Regions from separate parts of the Pan troglodytes genome. Here region 2 is linked to region 1. A link is a contact called in public Hi-C data. All regions are on one chromosome and are shown on one strand. Each heading gives the region's core, a stretch centred on a gene start, on an enhancer-like site or on the middle of the called end of the contact. The rest is flanking DNA. Distances are from core to core; before and after follow the strand shown.

Region 1 (5,684 bases), core at 1,508-4,007:
AATAACAGGACCCAAACTGGGACTCTGCTAGACTCAAACAGCCCAGGCCCAGACAGATAGGAACGTCTGATTCTTGCAAAATGTCCTACTTGATGGAGGGGTGCTTCCAGTCTGGGGTGATTCTGCACTCCAGGGGACATCTGGCCACGTCTGGAGTCTACTGCTGTGACACTGGGGGGCTGGGGTGGGGGGGGGGTGCTGCTGGCATCTGGTGGGTGGAGGCCAGGGAAGCTGCCACACACCCTACAGAGCACAGGGCAGCCCCACCACTGTTATGTGGCCCCAAACGTCTATGGTGCCCTTGTTTACAGAGAGCACCGTAATCTGAAGAGCATTTCCCGTGCTGGAGAAGCCGCGCTCGTCGGCAGCGAGGTCCGTGTGAGCTGGGCTCCCGGGGACAGGACCAGTGTGTGGGGGATGCCCATGGTCTCAGGAGCAGGCAGCCCTGTCTCCCCGCCCCACATGTGACTAGGGAGGCTGGTGGGAAAGGCCTGTGGACTGAGGGAAGGCTGGTAAGGGAGCTGCCTCCTTCAGGCCATGGCTGGACTCCCGTCAAAAGCCTCCCCAGCAAAGCCGTCACCCCATGGAGTACAGGGTCGCCTGATCTCCAGCTCTGAAACCGTAAGAATACAGACCTCACTGGAGTGACTGCGCATGAAGACGGGGTGCTTTTTGGGGAGATGCAACTGTTCTGGAATTAGACAGCAGTGGTGGCTGCACAATGTTGTCAACATGCTAAAAGCCACTGAACGGCATGACCGACGACCCAGGACCAACGACCCAGGACCAACGACCCAGGACCAACGACCAAGGACCAACGACCCAGGACCAACGACCCAGGACCAACAACGACCCAGGACCAACAACGACCCAGGACCAGCGACCCAGGACCAACGACCCAGGACCAACGACCAAGGATCAACGCTGGCTCTGGCCATGGAGGGGAGGCTCCTGCGGGGGCAACGGTAGGCTCATGTGGGCTCGGGCCTTGACATTCTAAGTTGATAAACAATATTTTACACATACACACACACACACACACATACACACACATGAGGTCCCATGGGGCCAGTGTGGTTACAGAGAAGTTGCTGTGTGGGTGGTAATGCCTGGTTCAATCAGGATTTAACAGGAAATGCCCCCAGCAAGGGTGGATGGCTGGGCAGGCCTCAGGGTGCCCACCTTCATTGCTAAATGCCAATAGAGGGCTTTGCTTCTTGGGAAACGTCTGCAGAAGCAAATGTCTTTTTAGCTTTTCCCCAAGTGAAGCAGCGAAGAGGGTGTGTGGGGCGGCCCAGAGTTGGCTCCTCAGGACACGGGGGGAGGGACGATGCCTGGATCCTGACGGGCTGCTCACCCCTCACTTGGCACCAGCCTGGGCTCTTTCCCCAATACCTGCTTTCCCAGTGGCCTCAGTGTCACTGGCAGGTGTGAGCTTTGCCACCTCTGTGGCAGCACCTCAGGGTCACTTAGGAAACTGCCCAGCACCAGCGGCTACAGCCAGGACCCCTGGGTAAGGGGCTAGTAAGTGGCCCAAGATGGGCCACAGGGCACACTGCATGGACCTCACAGAGGTAAGATTTCATCAGAAGACAAAAGGGACATGTTCGTCCCCCAGCTGCAGGGGCTGCTGAGTGCACCATCCCCCCGGGCCTGGCTCCCCACCTCCGCAGCTGGGGGGCTTCTTTTTTTTTTTGAGATGGGGTTTCTCTCTGTTGCCCAGGCTGGAGTGCAGTGGTGCGATTTTGGCTCACTGCAACCTCTGCCTTCTGGGTTCAAGCGATTGTCCTGCCTCAGCCTCCCGAGGAGCTGGGATTACAGCTGCGTGCCACCACGTCCAGCTAATTTTTGTATTTTCAGTTGAATCAGGGTTTCGCCATGTTGGCCAGGGTGGTCTCAAACTCCTGACCTCAAGTCATCTGCCCGCTTTGGCCTCCCAAAGCCAAAAGATTACAGGCACGAGACACCACGCCCGGCCTGCAGCTGCCGTGGCTTCTGCCATTGCTAAGCTGCGCCCTCCACCTCCCCACTGCACGTGTGGACCCTGACTTCCTTCCAACCCACCCTCTATGCTTCCACTGGCAGAGCAGAGCTGCTTTCTGTTGCTTGCAACCCAGGACTTAAGGCACCCCCCGAGGAAGGGTCAGCTGTGCAGTGGGGGAGCTGGGCCTGCAGGCAACACAGCCTGGCGGTGAAACTTTAGGCATGGTGGGCAATGGAGGGAACCTGCATTCAGGTGGACACCCCAACAAGACTGGGGCCATCACAGCTCCTCGTGAAGCCCCTTCTCTCTGCCTCCAAGCCCTGGGTAGATAATGCCTGTGCTGTTAACATGAACATAAACCAATCAACCTGAGTTGCCAACATTCACACGGGCAGATGCATCTGATGCCTGCCAGAAGGAGGCCAGAAGCTGAGTTTTCTTGGCCAGAGCGGAAACAGGCTGAGTGTCCAGACACAGTGGGAGTGGAAGCCAGGGTGAGCTGGTTTCTAGGCCAGAAAGACCCAGGGAGTCCTCGGATGCCTAAGGCCAGGACTCCAAGGGAGGAAGACATAACTGTCTGTCCACAAGGCATGAGAAAGACCTGGGAGAACAGGGGCCTTTTCCTGGCCTGCAAGTTCAAAGGTTTCTTTCTGGGCTGCACGTAGCAGCAGGGCCTCCAGTATTATCAACCCCACTGGTGGGAACCCCCTGGACCCCAGAAGTCCCTGCAGCCGCAGTTTTTTCCTGCCCAGCAGTTCTCACCACTAGGGGTCAGCATTGGACAAGGAGACCTAGGCTAGGCCCAGGGATCCTGCCCCGGCCTGTCCTGGGGCCTGGTCCTTAGTAAACCATCCTGCCGTGGTTTTACCACGTCCAGGGATCCAGGCCCGGTGCCAAATGCTTCTCCTGCTTTATTTCTTGGAAATCCTCACAACAGCCCTACAAAGCACAGTCAACTCTTGAACAACGTGGGTTTGAGCTGCATGGGTGCATGGGTCCCATTATCGGCGGATTTTCTTCCACCTCCGTCACCCCTGAGACAGCAAAGCCAATCCTTCCTCTCCCTGCTCCTCCTCAGCCACTCAGCGTGAAGACAACGAGGATGAAGACCTTGATGATGATCCTCTTCTTCCACTTAATGAATAACAAATATATTTTCTCTTCCTTACGATTCTCTTTTTTTTTTTTTTTTGAGACGGAGTCTTGCTCTGTTGCCCAGGCTGGAGTGCAGCGGCTTGACCTTGGCTCACTGCAACCTCCGCCTCCCGGGTTCAAACGATTCTCCTGTCTCAGCCTCCCGAGTAACTGGGATTACAGGTACCCACCGCCACGTCTGGCTAATTTTTGTATTTTTAGTAGAGACAAGGTTTCACCGTGTTAGCCAGGCTGGTCTCGAACTCCTGACCTCAGGTGATCCACCCTCCTCGGTCTGCCAAAGTGCTGCGATTACAGGCATGAGCCACCACGTCCGGCCTGATTCTCTTAATAACATTTTCTTTGCTCTAGCTTACTTTATTCAAAGAATACTGATATGGTTGGCTCTGGGTCCCCAGCCAAATCTCATCTCGAACTGTAATCCCCACGTGTCAAGGGAAGGACCAGGTGGAGGTAAGTGGATAATGGCGCTGGTTTCCCCCATGCTGTTCTCGTGATAGTGATAGAATGCTAACGAGATCTGATGGCTCATAAGCGTGCGGTAGTTCCTCCTGCATTCATTCTCCCTCCTGCCATCTTGTAAAGAAGGTGCCTTGTTTCTCCTTTGCCTTCCGCCATGATTATGAGTTTCTGAGGCGTCCCCAGCCATTCGGAACTGTGAGTCAATTAAACCTCTTTCCTTTATAAATTACCCAGTCTCAGCTATTTCTTTATAGCAGTGTAGGAACGAACTAATACAAATACAGTACACGACACAGTTAACACACAAAAGATGTGCTCGCTGACTGTTCTTAGTAAGGCTTCTGGTCAACAGTGGGCTACTAGAAGTTACCTTCTAGGGGAGTCAAAAGTTATACATGGATTTAGCTGCGCAGGGGATCAGCACCCCTAAGCCCTGCGTTGTTTAAGGGTCAACTACATATGCCATTATCTCTGTTTTGAGTTGATGGATATGGAGTCCAGAGAGGTGAAGGCTCCTGCCCAAAGTCACACAGCTGGGAAGCACCTGGGGCTGGATTCGAACCCAGATCACATGGCTGTAACCACACCGTTAGCTGGCATCAGCACTCTGCAGGACGACAAATCCTCTAAGACTTACGGCCTCCCTCTTCCCCTACTCTAGCCACAAGCTCCCTGGATCTGCCCAGCCACCCTGTGGGGAAGGTAGGGTGGGATTAAGACTCCACTCCCAGTCCAGTAACAAGTAAAAGGCACTGAAGCCCAGAACAGTTGAGTGGGCAGCCCAAGGTCACACAGGAGCAGGCAGAACAGACCTCCAGGGCTCTCTCTCCCGACCCGGACCCTCTGTCCCCACACGCAAAGGGTAGGCATCTCCTGGGAAAACAAAGTGTCTGGAAGTATTTTGAGGGTTTGGTTTGGGTTAGGAAAAAATTATTTGTTTCCTTAATGACCCAAGTAAGACATTTTTGCTGCAAAGACATTTGAAAAGAGGCCAATAAACAAACAAAGAAATAAATAAAAGTTGCTACCACTCTGAGAGAATGAACGTTAATATTTCTATGTATTTCCTCCCAAATATTTTCCTAAGCAAATATGTATATTTTAAACAAAAAAAATTTTTTTTCCTTTCTTTTTTTTTTTTTGTTTGAGACAGGGTCTCACTGTCGCCCAGGCTGGGGTGCAGTGGCTCACTGCAGCCTCACCTCCAGGGCTCAGGCAATCCTTTTGCCTCAGCCACCGGTCTAGTTGGGACTACAGGCATGTACCAGGCCTGGCTAATTTTTTGGTAGAGATAGGGTTTTGCCATGTTGCCCAGGCTGGTCTCAAGCTGCTGGGCTCAAATACGATCCACCTGCCCTGGCCTCCTAAACTGCTGGGATTACAGGCATGAGCCACTGCACTAGGCCTTTTTTTCCTAATAGTAGGCTGGGGTGTGTGGAAGAGTGAGTGGTTTCCCAGCGTCTCCACACTCCCTGGGCCCAAGGCAGGTGGATAAAAGGCTGGCCCAGTCTCTGGGGGCATGGTCTTGGAGGGAAACTTATGATGCATTGAAGAAAGCCCCCTCCTGCGGCGGGCCCTGCCCCCTGCTTGTGTTCTGCTCTGCCCCACCCACCCCACCCTAGGTCTCCGATGTGAGTCGATGCCAGACGTCCCGGCTCCCAGCACGGCACTGCTAGCAGATGCCAGGCCCACCTGGGTGGGGAGGGTTCTCACCATGGCCAGCTCGGCCTCCAGCTCCTTCATCCGGTTGTCCTTGAGGTCCAGCTGGGAGCGCAGTGCCGTGGCGTGGTCTGTGGCCTCCTTGGCTTGGCGCCGCAGCTCCCACTTCTCACGCTCCAGCAGGTCCTTCTCCTTGGCCAGCGCTTTGACCGCATCCTCGCTCTCCTGTGGGTGGGAGAGGGAGAGAGCACCGTGGGTGTTACAGCCAGGCTCCTCCTGGCCCAGGGATGCCTAGAGGGGGCCTAACTCCTAGATGGAAAAAGAAGTGGGGTCACAAGGTCAGGAGATTGAGACCATCCTGGCTAACATGGTGAAACCCCGTCTCTACTAAAAACACAAAAAAATTAGCCAGGCATGGTGGCGG
Region 2 (5,684 bases), core at 1,331-3,830, 260 kb after region 1:
ATGATAGAGAGGTAACTGTAAAGTCTGCAAGGGGCAGGTGGGGAAAAGATGAGAAGGTGTTGGTGAGGGTCGGAGCAGGAAGGTCACTGGGGAGAGGGAGTAACATGAAGCTCCCGCGGAGGAGGTGTAGCAACTTTCTACAGCGCCAGAGGAACGGGCCTCCCCTGAGGTATCCATTCTGTCCACAGGGTAAGATTTGGCGCCATATTTGTTCTCCATGACACCACTCTTAGGCCATAGCTGATTGGACCCCAAGAGAACATCTGACCCAAACCATCCAATAAGATTATTTCTCTCAAAAGCCTGAACTGAGAGACACCGAGCCAGTCAATGACAAAGTTCCCAAGGGAAGGTTGGGAAAGTTCTTCCACGGTGGTCCACAGGGCTGCCTTGCTTGCTTCCCAGTTTTCCCAAGGCTTGGCTGTCAATTTTTTTGGAATCCATGAGACACGCTTATATTCCTCCAATAAATCCCCTTTTCTACTTAACTTGGCTGACATTGGTCCCTGTTACTTGCAGCCAAATGAATCTTAGGGTCCACGCCACTCCTTAAACACCTTCTAGAAGCTTGACGTTATGCACCCTCGTGCTTACATCTTAATCTCTCAAAGTACCCCCGAGGCATTATCTCATTTTACAGCTTAAAAAAAAAAAAAAAAAAAAAGTAAGCAGTCTATCCGAGATCAAAATCAAGATGTATTTGACTTCTGGAACTATGTATTTCCGATTCGGGGCTGCTGAGAAGAGGCTATTCTCAGACATGGTGATATCACTCCAGCCCAGTGCCCACATGTATTTCCGCCTGTCCCAGAATCACCCCTTGTTAATTTGCAGCTTTCTCTGGTCTGGAGTAGTCACTTGAATGACTTTTTTTTGAGACAAAGTCTTGCTCTGTTGCCCAGGCCGGAGTGCAGTGGCATGGTGTTGGCTCATTGCAGCCTCGACCTCCCGGGCTCAAGTGATCCTCCCACCTCAGCCTCCCAAGTACCAGAGACTAGAGGCATGTGCCACCACGCTTGGCTAATTTTTGTATTTTTTGTAGAGACGGGGTTTTACCATGTTGACCAGGCTGGTCTCAAACTCCTCACCTCAAGTGATCTGCCCGCCTCAGCCTCCCAAAGTGCTGGGATTACAGGTGTGAGCTGCCGTGCCCGGCCCTTGAGTGACTTTGGGTGCTGCTTATGGTGCCACACCTTAATGCAGGGAGAGAGGAGGAGGGTCTGCAGAGAGCCCATACCTCCCCAGACTCCCTCTCTGATGGTCAGTTTTCAATGTCAACTTGGCTAGGTTATAGTCTCCAGTTATTCAACCAAACACTCATTTAGGCGTTGCCAGGAAGGTATTTTGTAGATGTGATTAAAACCCATAATCGGTTGGCTTCAGGAAAAGGAGTCTGTCCTAGATAATCAGGGTGGGTCTGGTTCAACCAGTTGAAAGGATGTGGGAGCAGAGCTGAGGCTTCCTTGATAAAGAAGAAACTCCACCCGAGGCAGCAGCTTCACCCCTGCCTGACCAAGAATTCCAGCCTGCCCTGTGCATTCCAGACCTGCCTCACCAACCCCACCATCGCCTAAGCCAATGCCTTCCAACAAATCTCTTAATATGTATCTCCTAGTGGGTCTGCTTCTCTGGTTGAACTCTGACTGGTACAACCCTTCTTAGGGGCCACTGCTGTCCACAGATGAGGACCCCAACTTTTGGCACAGTCTCTCCTCGCCTCTCCAGTTTCGTCCTCATAACCTCTATTCATCGCAGTCTCTCTGGCTCCAGACTCAGCCTCAAGTCCTCCACCCCCATTACTTCCATCACAACCCCTGCCAGGCCAGGTCTCTTGTGCGCCCATGCCCTTCTGTCTTCCAGGAGCCCCTCTGCCATGCCTGCCTACCAGAAAACGCCTACTCCTCAGCCAGGACCCCGCTCAAGGCCACCGCCTTAGTGAAGCCTTCCGTGACTTCTTCAGGCAGGCACAGTGCTCTTCCCTCCATACCCAGATGGCTAAGATCGACAGCAGTGGGATCATTTCTTAGCACTTTCTTGGCTTGGCTGTTCTCACCTGAGGACAGAGAGCATATCTTTTCACCTCTTATCTCTAGGGTCTAGCCCAGGACGTGGCACATAGATAAATTTTTGTTCAATAAATGCCTGAATGCAAGCATCCATGCCTAGGGTCCTGGTTTTGCAGAAGAGAAGTCCTGGAGCAGAACTTGGCTTCTCGGGGTCACCGTGAAGGACAGTTGGTTTTTATCAGTTCTCTGCACGTGAGCTCTTCTTCTTGCAGTGGCTCAGTCTGCAAAAGGAGCCCCTGCTGGTGAGATTTTCTGGCCTCCCTGCCTGGCTTTGGGCTCTATTATTAGGATGAATTCCTGCATGACCTTTAAGATTAAAACTAAATGTTCTGATCTCTCCCCAGACAGGTATTAGGTGCTGGAAATGGCATTTTGCAGGGACCATGTTGAGTAGCAAACTCCAAATATCAGCCTCATCACATTCTGACATGTTACAGCCAATCTAAGCTGAGGCTGCACTGAGCACTTCAGGGCTGAGCACCCCCTAAAGGCAGCAATTTTCTCTTTTTTTCATGCTAGCTCCTCCAGTGGGCATCTCTCCTGAGTCTCTCGAGAAGCTACTCTTCAGGGAAATGAGACCTACGTCCTTGGTATTGCCTCTATCTGCTGGGGTTGCCACAGAGAAGAGGGTTATCAGCAAACAAAGGTCAGCAGGACTGTCAGGAAAAATTAGCCCTCTACAGATGCCGCCAGGCCTGCTGCTATAATCTGTAATGAAAACATTTGCAGCGAGGTTGGGGGGAGGCCTCTACCCTGGGATTCCTCCAGCGACTCAGGAAAACCACAAATGGCCTTAATCAGGAAACATACTAAGAGTTCCTAGATTGGGACTCCTTTGATTAAAGGGAAAACCTAATTAGATAATTGTTTCCATAGAAACTTAGGTATATTTATTATTGCTTTTATAAGCCTCTTCAATTACTAAAATGAAGGAACACACTTTAAGCATGGTCCAAGTTTGCATAGGAGGTGCATTTCTTTTTCTTTTTTTTTTTTTTGCTCTTTGAGGTGGAGTCTTGCCCTGTTGCCCAGGCTGGAGTGCAATGACGCGGCCTTGGCTCACTGCAAACTCTGCCTCCTGGGTTCAAGCGATTCTCCTGCCTCAGCCTTCCAAGTAGCTGGGATTACAGGCGCGTGCTACCATGCCGGGCTAATTTTTGTGTTTTTAGTAGAGACGGTGTTTCACCATCTTGGCCAGGCTAGTCTCAAACTCCTGACCTCAGGTGATTTCACCCGCCTTCGCCTCTCAAAGTGCTAGGATTACAGGCGTGAACCACCGCACCCAGCCGGGAGGTGCATTTCAATGAGGAGCTAAGAATCATACATTTGCAGCTGCTCACTTATCGATCAATATATTTGCCTAAAGAGGGTGGAAGTCCCATCTTTGGCATTAGAAATAACTGCTAGTTCCTACTAGTCATAATTTTGATGCTAATAATAGCAAACACATATACGGCATTCTTTATATGTGCCAGACGCTATTGTAAACGTTTACAAAAGATCTGAGAGACAGGTTCCATTCTTATGCCCACTTTACAGATGAGGACACTGAGGCTCAGGGAGGTGATAGAACTTGTCCAAAGACACAGAACTCAAAGTGGTGGAGTCATAATTGAAATAAACAGAACATGGATCGTGGAATTCAGTCCGTATATGAACCACCAATTATTGACAATTTTTTATGATTGGGGGCTGAATTCACATTAATTTAAAAATAACAATAGCTTCCGTTTATTGAGCATGCTTATGTGCCAGAGATTGTGCCGTTTTTCATGCCCAGGCTGGTCTTGAACTCCTAGGCTCCCGTCTAGGCCTCCCAAAGTGCTGGGCTGGGATTACAGGCGTGAGCCACTGCCCCCGGCCTCTTGATGGGTTTTAAAGGTACAAACTATTACAGGAGGTGCTGACTAGCCTCTAAGTCAGTAACATTGCAACCTTGAATTTGAGAACTGAGAAGGTCCCCTCCTATCTGGACCCCTCAGTTTTCAACATCTTCATTTGCTCTTATAAATTAGGCCAAATTCCAGATGTTCAGTTTGCATTTGTAAAGGCTGCTCAAGCACACATGTTTAGAGTTGTAAATATCCCCTTCTGAAGCTGACCGAGGGCTTAGAAAACACAGTAATTCATTTTAAAATCTGGCACCTGAAAGGACATTTTTAAATGGGGATATGATTTCTTAGCACTTGAAACTGAGGTTTATGCCTTTTTTGTTTTTTGTTTTTTTCTTCAGAGTCTTGCTCTGTTGCCCAGGTTGGAGCGCAGTGGCGTGATCTCGGCTCACTGCAAGCTCCGCCTCCCGGGTTCACGCCATTCTCCTGCCTCAGCCTCCCGAGTAGCTGGGACTACAGGTGCCTGCCACCATGCCCAGCTAATTTTTTGTATTTTCAGTAGAGATGGGGTTTCACCGTGTTAGCCAGGATGCTCTCGATCTCCTGACCTCGTGATCCACCTGCCTCGGCCTTCCAAAGTGCTGGGATTACAGGCGTGATCCTCCGCGCCCGGCGGAGGTTCTTGCCTTTTAATGTTATTTACTCTCGGTGCCTTCAGTGTTCCCCACTCCACTCGGCACCCTCTGGGCTCCTGTAACTCCAGCTGCAAGTGCAGAAGGGATTTTGCTGTTTCCGAACACCGAATCCTCTGCTTCTTCTCTCCTCCATTTCTAAGTCAAGATAAAAAATATTTTGAACTTTTATCAGTTTATACCTCAGTCAATAGTGGAGCTCAGGACTCAATTCACTCTAGACTGGTGATCATCAGTCATTGTCCCTACAATATCAGAAGGAAAATCATACACGATCATCACCTGTTAGTGTCCGTGGTATTCCAGGTGCCATGCTGAGCACTTCGTATTTTTTATTTCATTCTGTTTCGTCTGTAGCCTGTAGAATAGTACTTTGTCTTAATTGTGAAATGCCTAGGCCCCGTGAAAGAACTAAGAAGTTTATTTATAGCATCTTGCTTAATTTTCACACCAACCCTATGGGGCAGGTTCTAATTACTATCTCCATTTGACAGAAGAGAAACCGGAGGCTCCCACATGTTATGCAACTTGCCAAGGCCATCCAGGCAGTGAGTGGGAGGACATGGCTCATCCATTCACTCAACAGATAGTTTTTGGGCTAATGCAATAGTAAATGAACCCACAAACTAGCTCCTCCACACAGATAGTTTTTGGGCTAATGCAATAGTAAATGAACCCACAACCTAGCTCCTCCACACATTCCAGAGTGGAGGAGACACTCAACCTCCAAATGCCTGCTAGAGAGATGTGCTAGGAATGAGATAAAGCAAGAGAGAGGGGAGGCTGGGAAGAGACAGGGAGGGCATCTCTGAAGATGTGACATCTCAGCCAAGACCCAAAGGACAAGCCAGAGGGGCTGCACAGAGAGCAAAGATCGGGCCAAGGCTTTGAGGCAGAGGCAACAGCAAACTCAAAAGCCCTAAAGAAGAAACACATTTAGCTCAAAATTGGTTCTGATGCCCTAGAAGGTTTCCATAGTCTAAAGCTCTCCCTTGGGACTCAGACAATACCTGGGATCATATCAAGACATACCTCATGCGTTTGTTGGGAGGAATTAATGAGATAAAGCTTGTCAAGCACTTAGCAGTGAGCCT

What was found. A called contact is a pair of places that touch in the nucleus more often than the background predicts.
Region 2: a contact with region 1 is called in a Hi-C map of induced pluripotent stem cells, with 2.5 times the contacts expected there. The contact joins two enhancer-like sites. A contact is called at or near these places in 3 of 7 Hi-C or Micro-C datasets (blood, induced pluripotent stem cells and stem cell-derived neural progenitor cells).

Annotation. Positions count from the first base shown.
Region 1 is chr1:216,154,559-216,160,242 of NHGRI_mPanTro3-v2.0_pri, forward strand. KAZN (kazrin, periplakin interacting protein) reads right to left here. Exons shown (of 17, transcript XM_513047.8): 6 at 5,315-5,485. Among named protein-coding and RNA genes, the nearest start is that of TMEM51, 100 kb to the left of the region's middle. Within about 2 kb of position 2,758, at least 7 of the 24 cell types and tissues checked have an H3K27ac peak or open chromatin away from gene starts, as enhancers often do. A contact at or near this core is called in induced pluripotent stem cells, where this site is marked.
Region 2 is chr1:216,418,096-216,423,779 of NHGRI_mPanTro3-v2.0_pri, forward strand. All of the region lies in intron 3 of KAZN (kazrin, periplakin interacting protein), which reads right to left. Among named protein-coding and RNA genes, the nearest start is that of TMEM51, 370 kb to the left of the region's middle. Within about 2 kb of position 2,581, at least 2 of the 24 cell types and tissues checked have an H3K27ac peak or open chromatin away from gene starts, as enhancers often do. A contact at or near this core is called in induced pluripotent stem cells, where this site is marked.